Linked DNA regions of Mus musculus: all the other regions are linked to region 2. The links are chromatin contacts, called in public promoter capture Hi-C maps. All regions are on one chromosome and are shown on one strand. The core of a region is the stretch at or near the end of the contact, and the rest is flanking DNA. Distances in the headings are between cores, read along the strand shown.

What was found. Promoter capture Hi-C pulls out the DNA fragments that hold promoters and counts their contacts.
Region 1: a promoter capture Hi-C map of pre-B cells shows a contact between it and region 2, with 2.5 times the contacts expected there. The contact joins the promoter of Btf3l4 here to the promoter of Pars2 in region 2. A contact is called at or near these places in 2 of 39 promoter capture datasets (liver and pre-B cells).
Region 3: a promoter capture Hi-C map of pre-B cells shows a contact between it and region 2, with 3 times the contacts expected there. The contact joins the promoter of Nrd1 here to the promoter of Pars2 in region 2. A contact is called at or near these places in 2 of 39 promoter capture datasets (liver and pre-B cells).

The regions. Positions count from the first base shown.
Region 1 is chr4:108,832,115-108,835,452 of GRCm38.p6, forward strand. Btf3l4 (basic transcription factor 3-like 4) reads right to left here and starts at 1,526. Exons shown (of 6, transcript NM_027453.3): 1 at 1,394-1,526. It overlaps Txndc12 (thioredoxin domain containing 12 (endoplasmic reticulum)), which reads left to right and starts at 2,564. Exons shown (of 7, transcript NM_025334.3): 1 at 2,564-2,742. The coding sequence starts at 2,652.
Region 2 is chr4:106,649,249-106,652,503 of GRCm38.p6, forward strand. Pars2 (prolyl-tRNA synthetase (mitochondrial)(putative)) reads left to right here and starts at 1,821. Exons shown (of 2, transcript NM_172272.2): 1 at 1,821-1,883.
Region 3 is chr4:108,998,830-109,001,947 of GRCm38.p6, forward strand. It overlaps Nrd1 (nardilysin, N-arginine dibasic convertase, NRD convertase 1), which reads left to right and starts at 1,826. Exons shown (of 31, transcript NM_146150.3): 1 at 1,826-2,335. The coding sequence starts at 2,004.

The sequences.
Region 1 (3,338 bases), core at 276-2,775, 2.2 Mb after region 2:
GACTTATTTGAAGCAAAAGCAAAGCCCAAATTAACTCTTTCTTATGGTGTAAATGAAAGAATAATTCCATTTCAGGTGGTCAGTATAATTAAGAAATCTTATTCCTAAGGAGTATTTTATGGAAAAGACATAATTTTAGGGCATCTAGAAGCTTAAAGCAGCAGGGGAAGGAGAAATATGGCCTTTTGTCCAACAGCAAGTTGGGCTGTGTAGGATTCTAATAGAAAAAGACATTTAGACTCAGCCTGAGACCTAAAAGGTCACCTGGTTTAATCCCTACTTAATATCTTTAATGTACCTGTCATTCTTGTTTCAAGTGTGAGGTCATCTCAGATACCTGTTAGTGCAGCAGGGCATAAATTATAAACAAAATTGTTAGCTGCCTGGAAGGCCTGGAAAGTTCCTCTCTGTGTCCCAAAGGGAGAAATGACTTTCAAGGGCCACATGATCACTGAGTGAATATCCACGAATCCTTTCTGCACTTTTCTCAAGGACTTCCAAAAAGAGTATACAGAGATGAATCAATATTTATTGGATGCCCAAATTATAAGCATCCAAGTACTTTAATCATGTTTACAAAGATAAAAATAATTTGAATTTTCAGCCCTGACTTTTTATGTGAGGTTTTACCACTTAGGGCTTTGGAAAGGTATTTAGGTTCTTTGTACTTGTGTTTGTTTCTCCCGCATTAAAAAAAGTATACCATCGCATACTTTACTGAGTTGAAGGCTAAAGCATAGATTATCAAGTTCAGGTAAGACACTCAGTAGTTGGTAACTATTGTTACCATTCTTCCAGAGGGCCACTAATTAGGTATAATGAAAGAACGTGGGAACGGAAGTTGAAACCGCCATTCACCAGCTGTGTAACACTGTGCCTGGCGATCAATCATCAGGCAGTGTGAAGAGGTTATAAGGATAGGTAACTGTCTCAAAATTAAGAGAGACTTGTAAACAAGCACTTCTATTACAAAGTGAAGAGCGCTGCAACCTAGTTCGGCCCCAAGAGCTTGGTGGCCGGGTGCTAACCTCAGTTTGGGAGGAGCAAAAGAGATGACAACAGATCTGCTGCTCAAAGCGTCTGACACTGTTGTTGTGAATAATGAGTGATGGACGAGGAGGGTTCTACCCTCCTGGGTCTGGACCTGAGCGGCCAGAGCCCGGGCCCGGCTCCTCCACAGCGGGCGGTGGTGCTGGGGACCTTCCCTCAGGTGCCGACCCCCAGCTGCGCCGCCCGTAACCGACAGGCCCGGCCGGCCGCCTCCGCCCCCACTCGCCGCGCCACGGCGGAAGTGGCAGCCGGAGCGGACGGCGGGTGTCGAGAGGGGAGGGCGGGGGGAGACCGTGCGCAGCGGCCGGAGGCCGTGGGGTGGCGGGCCCGCCGGGGGTCTCACCTGCAGCGGGGAGGGTCCTCCAACACCAGCACGCGGCAAGAGCAAGATGGCTGCCTCAGCTGAGACAGAGAAAGACCGCGGCGGCAGCGGCGGCGGCGGCGGGAGAGGCCCACGTGACGCACGGCCCCGCCTCGACCGCGGGAGGGAGGCGGGGTGGGGGTGGGTACGGCAACTGCGCGCCTGCCTCCCGACTACAAAGCCCAGCATGCCTCGCGCACCTCACTATTCTGATTGGCGGCCGGGCTGCTTCCTGGAGGAGGCGGCGGTCCCCTTGGCGTCCCATTGTGTCTGCGCTTACCTTTTGTCTTGGATTTAACAGAAGGGTGGTGTGGGGTCTAGTTCGGGTTGTACACCTTGGATGTCCTTCACTAAGCATTGAGCTCTAATGGACTCTCATCAGGAGGGAAAGTCGGCAGTTGACTTGTTAGGTAGTAACTCGACCCAATACAAAAAGCAACAGACTTAACGGAAAGAAGCTTTACACTTTACGTGCTTGAGATGACTTATGTCCCAGTTCCCTCGGACTACCTCTTCAGTTGTGCAATAAAAGGCCCCAAGCATGGTTTTCTTGGACCTTATGTCAGTTGGTTGCATCATGCCTGAGTGGAAGTCCTGCGAATGCGAGTGGGGGTGGGGGGAAGGGTCCAGCGCTTCTCCAAAGTGCTTGCCTGCAAGACACAGACGCGTGCACAGCGAAACGGGCTTACCGAGTCTCTTTGGAATCCCAAACAGAAATCTAACAATGAAATGCTGTTGTCCAGTATTTTTAACTTGTGCGAGGGGGCGGGAAATTCCAAGCCCTCTGTTGTGATAGGCTGATCTCAAAGATAATAATTTGCATTTTGAATATTTAGTGTAGTGGTCCATTGGAGGGAGGGGCTAGGCTAGAGGTCAGACGTAATTAACAACGGTTTTCCTGAACCTTTCCCCAGCCCTCACCAATTCGGGCCACCTCATCCGGCTGTTTCTTTAAGCCTGGATATCAAGGACTTAGGGAAAGCAAACTCGAGATGTACTCCCACATCCTTCTACGTGATCTGCACCTTTAAACTTACTCCATTCCAAAGCGGACCCTCGAGGCACCGCCCACATCCGTCTAACATCACTTCCTTCAGTGTTTGGCTAGGAAAAAAAAAAAAAAAAAAAAATCTGGGAATCCGAGGGGTTGGGCTGAACGGCGATAAGGGGGCAGAGCGGAGCTTCTGCTGGAAATCCTGTTCCCTCAATCCGGTGGCTCTGTGCAACTACCACCGTGGAGATGTCGCTTCGTTTCGGGGCCACCTGTTTGCTGAGCTTCAGTTTCCTGCTCCTCATCACTTCTTCAGACGGACGCACTGGGCTTGGAAAGGGTCAGACCTCATTCTTACCGTAATCTTTACGGACCCCGGGCCTTCTTAACACTTTATTTTCTCACTGTATCTTAGGCCACTTTAGATTCCTTTTTATCTTCCCCAACTGCTTTTGTGGATTTCTCGGGGTCAGGAGTACCAGGTCCGGGAGAGGGTTTAAGAGAAGGAAGTTGTACTTGAGGGCGCTCTTAATTCTTGGGATTGAGAAGATATGGCCCTTAAATTAGGACTAGGTTGTTTAAGAGTCCATTCATGTGTCATGTTAGGCGCTTGGGACGCCTCCAGGAACCGTCACCTTCCCGCCAGAAGAAATAGGTCGCTTGGGAAGCCCTCAGGAACCGTCACCTTTCCGCCAGAAGAAAAAGGGTCGCTGGTGACCTGTAGTGGTCGCTTGAGTCTGAAGATTCCTCACCACGTTCCCCCGTACCCCCAAGACCCGGTTCCCTATTCCCCCAAGAGATGCAGAAAAAAGAGCAAATGAAAGGTAGACCTTTTGCTAGGTCACCAACAGTTGGTTTTGGTGTGGCTCAGCTAGTGTGTTGGAAGAAACTGATTTCTTTAGAGCGATGGATCAGTGGTTATCAATGAAGGTTAGG
Region 2 (3,255 bases), core at 571-3,070:
TCCTCCTCAGGGCCCTCTCCACTCTGTTTCAAGCCTGCAACATTCTCCCTCAGACAGCTACACGGTCTCCTTCTTCAGGTCTTTGCTAAAATGCCACACTCATGGTGGCTTTCCGTGGGCACCCTATGCACCATTCAGCTCCCTACCCCATTTTTGTTTTGTTTTGTTTTTTTAAGTTAAATTGTCTTCAGAACATTTAACACCCTCTGACCGGCAACTTACTTTTTCTTTCTATGGATTTTTTTGTGGTAATTTTTAAAAATTAATTTTATCAAAATCCGGTTTTGTCTTGGTTTCTGAGTCTTTACTGCCCCACTTCCCTACTGTCTGCTTTTTATTTATTTGTTTGTTTGTTTGTTTTTGTCAGCTTGACACAGCTAGGGTCATCTGGGAAGAGGAACCTCAGTTAGGAAACTGTCCCCATGAGGCTCCACTGCAGGCCAGTCTTCTTGATTAATGACCGACATGGGAGGGCCCAGTGCATTGTGGGAGGTGCCACCCTTGCACATGTGCTCCAGGGTTGTACAAGAAGGCCGGCTGAGCAAGCCATGAGGAACAAGCCAGTAAGCGGTATTTCTCAGTGGTGTTTGCTTCAATTCCTGTCTCCAGGTTCCTGTCCTGAGACTTGACTCCTCGCTACCCACCCCCACCCCAGGGATGGACGGTAACTCATAAGCTAAAACAAACCCTTTCCTCCCCAAGTTGCTTTTGGTTGTTATCTTTCTCACAGCCACTGAAAGCAGACTAAGACACTTGGTCGGCTGAAGTTTGACTGTGTCAGCTTACAGGCCATCACTTCTAACATGAATGTTGGGAGCTGTTTTCCCCATTCTCTGCTTCCCCACAGCTGCAGCAGTAGCGTGTACTATGTAATTATTCATAAACTATTTTGTGAGGGCTGGGGAGACAGCTCATCAGGTAAAGTGGGTGCCATGAAACATGAAGAGGGGGTTCAGAGCCTCAGTGTATAAGGTAGAGATGGATGAGAAACACCTATGAAAGCTTTGGGCCTTCACACACTAGTTCACACGTGTATATGTGTTCCTACACACATACAAACATACCACATAACACACTTATGTAAACCATGTACATATACATCTTGTAAATGAAGAAAAGACCCAGCCTCATTGTATGTGTGTGTGAGTTTGTGTGGGAGTGGAGGTGGGTATCCTCAGTGGTCAGAAGGTTTTGGAGTTCCCTGGAGCTGGCGTTTCAGTGATTGTGGGTGCTGAGAACCGAACACTGGTTCTCTGAAGCACAGCAGTGGTTGTTAACCAGCACAGCAACGAATGTTTCAAGTCGCATCTTCAAGACTCAGGGACACTCGCCTTTGAGAAGCCACATCCGTGCTCTCCAGTTCCCCTGGTGCTTTTAAGCCTAGTGCTTCAGCCTATATTAAAATGTCTTTATTAAACCCCATCTCTGCTTCATAAAATTTTTTAAAAAGACTTCCTTGGCTATTGTAATACAGGTGACCTTATGCAAGTGTTTCATAGTTTTAAACTCATTTAAATTGTGGCTTGTTCAATCATAGCGTAGATTTGAAACATAGCTATTGTCAATGAACCTGCTCTCCACATAGACCGGGCCTAGCAGTGGGCGGTAAAAACAGGACTCAAATCCTTTAAAGTAAGGTTTGATCATAGAGTTGAACCTTGCTAATTCCTAGAGGGCACTTCCGGAATCTTGGCGGGAGAGCGAGGCTCTTTGGTTTGCTTTCCGGAAAACCTCTCCAGCCTCTCTCCAGAGCGTGGGACCGGAGCATCCCGCCCCCTCCCGTGAGTGCGGCTTTCCGATTGGTGAGAAACACAGGGGGCGAGGCTCCGGCCATGTCGGCGCAGGCGCACTGGCTTTGCGTGACTGAAGAGCGCCCGACTCAGGTATTGAGTTGCTGCTGGTGAGCATCGGTGGCCGCTGGACTTGGAGGGTGGCTAGGAAGGGCCCAGCGAATCTAGGGACAGTTTCTGGGCACGCGCACCCACGATCTGGTGTCTGCTGTCTCGCGTGCATCCTCTCAGTCGCCACAGGCTATTGGATAGTCGTGTGCTCGGTTGCAGTTCACCTTTCCCCATCTCCACCCCCGCTGTTTGAGAGCAACACTTCCGCCCTAGTTATCCTTGCGTGGCCCTTACTTAGAGGCACAGAGTTCCTAAAAGGGCCCATTTTGGACCGGTCCCGGGGATGACCTGGTGGCTCAGCCGCCTTAGGGTTCTAAAGAGGAATGAAGTGACCGCAGTACGCTCACTCCTCGTAAAGGCCAAGATAGAGCAGGGGTTGGAAGTTTCATCGCTGTTGTATGCTGCGCTGACGTTGGTGGTATTTGGAGGCAAATTCCCGCAATCCAGAATGGCCATGGGCCTTTTGATGTCACCTGACACAAATCAGAGCCTATGACCCTATGATCCATCTCAGAGCCTATGAATTGGGCATCATAATACACAAACCTTTAGGGCACTAGGCATTGCAAGCACACTGTGTGCAGTTTTCCTGACTGGATCGTGTGTGTGTTCATGTACTGTGTACCTGAAATAGGGCGAAGGCAGGGAAAAGGCCTCTTACAGGTGAGATCTGCGGTACACTCGAAAGGCAGCAAGAAACTGTCATTACCAATGCCTGTGTTAAGTTGAAAGTGTAAGGAATGCAAGGAGGCCAGTAGAGACTGTTTTAACAGTCACGGATGATGGTATCTTGAACTGAGGTGCAGGCTGGTCAGGTGGAGCAGGCTGGGCCAGAGGACTAAAAACTGTGACAGTACTGTGGAGCAGAGTAGATGAGGGCAGGTTTCTGGTTTGGCCAGAGGGTGCTTTGCAGGGTGATACTCAGATCTGCAGGGGCACCATTGTCTGAAGAGATTCTGCCTCACTAAGTTTCAAATAGCGTGTACTATGTTCTCCAAAGATGGGAGAATATATAGGTCAGAAATTCAACAGTTTGGACAGTGAAGATGCAAACTGACCAGGAATGTGTGGTGGGTGAGAGGAGCAGTTAAAACAATATTGACTTTTTTGTTGCGGCAGATTTTCATTTCCTCCGATGTCCTGGAACTCAGATGTGCAAACCTAGCTGATTCTCTTACCTCTGGCTCCCAAGTGCTGGGATTACAAATATGCCTCAGCGCCTAGCAATACTGACTTAGTAGGGATCGAGACAAGGAATTGAAGAAAAAACAAACAAACAAAAACCAAAAAAAGCCTGCTCTTCGCTGTTGCCTGTGAGATTGCAATTGACTTGTTTCAGGGTCTCTCCCCAGTG
Region 3 (3,118 bases), core at 576-3,075, 2.3 Mb after region 2:
AATGAATGATGGAAAGTTCCACTCTATGGAAAACCCAGCAAATTGCAATTAAGGGCATAAATTATTTTTCTCCTTAGGAAAACAAAATTGATAGTTGAAGCTGAACGTTTCTTATTTCTGGTATTATTGTTTTGGAGAGTCAAAAATCACACCTAGACTAATCCTGTACAAAGCAAGCACACACACACACACACACACACACACACACACACCCTAATCTTGTACAAAGCATAGACTGACACTTCAGTGTCACTTACTATTGGTGTTTTTATGTTCTGGGCAGCCATTCTTGTACTGGAGAGACGCAAATGAAGCTACTTTGAATGAGGACTCTAGTGGAGTTGCGTGAAGACTGATAAACCTTTAAAAGTGTACTGAAACCAGGATATCTTAATGCTTTTATTTTTTATTTTTTGAGACAGGGTTTCTGTGTGTAGTCTTGGCTGTCCTGTAACTCACTCTGTAGACCAGGCTGGCCTCAAACTCAGAAATCGACCTGCTTCTGCCTCCCAAGTGCTGGGATTAAAGGCATGCGTTACCACTGCCCGGAATCTTAATGCTTTCAAATACTTCTGCCCCAGTTCATGTATCCTCTTCAATACTTTGTCTTCCTACCCTGTTTTGTAGTCTTAGCATTTATTGTTTTTTTTTTTTAATGTATTATTTATGGTCAGTTTCTTCCCATAAGAAACTAAACTTCAAGCCAAGGATTTTTTGTTGTTTTTGAGACGGTCTTAGTAGGTAGACATGGCTGGCTTGGAACTGCTTTGTAAACCAGGCTGGCCCTGAACTTAAAGAGATTCACCTGCCTCTGTCTCCCTGAGTGCTTGAGATTCAAGGTGTGGACTACCACACCGGCAACGATTTGTTTTGTGTATGGCTTTATCTTCAGCCACACAAAGGTTCAGAGGCAGGAAAGACAACCACTAATGTATCTATCGGCTTAAAGTCTTTTTGTTGTTGTTGTTGTTTACTCATATTCATTTCGTTTATCTCTTCCATGTGGTATGATCTCATTCAATGGTGTCTATCAGCTTTTTATTGTTATCTGGTCAACTGCTTTTTATTTTATATTGTGTCTGTTCCAGTCGCTGCAAAAGCATTGGCAAAAACAAAAACAAAAAGCTTGGGAAAGTTACTTGAGGTTAGTAGCCTAACATGTTCTTGCTTTTCAGTAAAAGTTGGCCAAACTTAAAGGTAGGCTGAGGACTACTCCAGGGTGTGGAAGCTTAAAAAAATAAACAATTCGCATACAAGAGTGAGCATATTGAAACAGATCTGGAGCGTGAAAAGCACCAATGGTTTGGCAGCCTACAGGATGGAAAGATGCAATTGTTATTTCCGGTGCTTAGTGACCCACAAGCACTGCATCCATCTCGGGATAGGGTGGGAAAAGACTTCCGGTGCTCTGCTCTTTTAAAAAAGAGACCCGCTGAGTCACTCTAAGAATAGAGTGCAAAAAATACACCGCAAGTGGGTGAAGAAGATCAGCATCCACTATCGCGACTCACTTCTGTGTTTTCTCGCTGGGGAATATTTTCTCAGACACGGAGCGCTACGCGGTTTTCCTAAAAACAGCTACGGACGCACGTCACAATCGCAGCAAGACTTCTCCCATCATCCTCCGCCTCTTTTCCTTCGCCCCGCCCACGTCAGGTTTCGAAATGCTCTCTGGGTGCGCCAGGAACCCGGCCTATTTCTATTGGTCTCTCGCTTCCCCTACTCCCATTGGCTGTTTCTGCAAACGTGACGGCCGTTGTGCGTTGTGATTGGCTAGAGTCCATAGCGTCATCGGCTGTCAGGAGGGTGGGATGAAGAAAGTCGGTGTGAGCGAGGCCGGGTTGGAGGAGGGGTTCAGGCCTGTCCTCCCCAGCGGCTGGGGCAGCAACAACGCCGGCCGCCGCCGTCGCCCCTGGGACGCGGAGGAGGAGGAGTGGCTGGAGGTGTAGGAGGAGGAGGTGGGCCTGGGGAGCGGGATGTCCAGCGCTACGACTTGCTGGTGAATGCTGAGGAGAGTCGCGGTTGCTGCAGTCTGTGTCACCGGGAGGAAGTTGCGGTGTGAGGCCGGGCGGGAGCTCACGGCTCTGGGGCGAATCGAAGCACGGGGTCTGTGCGAAGAATCATCGAAACCCTTTCCTACGCTGACCATGCCTGGAAGAAACAAGGCGAAGTCCACCTGCAGTTGCCCGGACCTGCAGCCCAATGGACAGGACTTGGGCGAGAGCGGCCGGCTTGCTCGTCTAGGAGCGGATGAATCTGAGGAGGAGGGACGGTCTTTCAGTAATGTCGGGGACCCTGAGATCATCAAGTCTCCCAGCGATCCCAAGCAGTACCGGTGAGGGAGGAGGCTCGGACTGGGGAGAACAGGGTGCGGGCTTCGGTTGGTGCTGTAGTGACTTCTGGTCTCCATGTCTCCCGGAGAAGCAACAGGGTGTTACTACTTCCCATCCCAAATGTGTGTTTGGGTGAGGCGGCCAGGGCAATTTGGAGTAGACGAGGCTGGCCTTTAACTCAGAGATCTGCTTGCCTCTGCCTCTCAAATGCTGGGATTAAAGGTATCCGCCGCCACTGCCCGGCTATTTTTGACTTATATTAAAGCAAGAATTAAGGTTTCCATGAGGAAGACAGGATGGATGGTAAAGGGGAGGAGGGTTGGTAAGGAAAGCTTGACAGTTAGTGATTCTGAATTTTGGCGGAGAGGATATTTGAGATGTGTGTGTGTGTGTGTGTGTGTGTGTGTGTGTGTGTGTGTTATTTTTGTTCAGTCTCAATCCAAAGGTGTATGAGTAAAGAGAGGTAAAACAGAGTGAAAATTACGAAAAGGATGCTGTGGTTTTAATAAAAGAACTTTACATCACCCTTTTCGTAATTATCACTCCTGTTTACCTCTCTTAGCTAGCCTGAGATGGAGTGGCTTGTAACCATGGGTAGCTAGCCACAACTAGAATGGCTTAGCTAGATGACTTCTTCCAAAACGTATTAGAGATATCTTGGGCCTCAGTTGTATGAATGGTAGGCGTGTAAGATCCCATTTTATACAATGTTTCAATCATGTGTAATGAATGAATGAATGGTGACTCAATCCCCCACCTGAATAAACTTAAGAGTTACTTTGTTT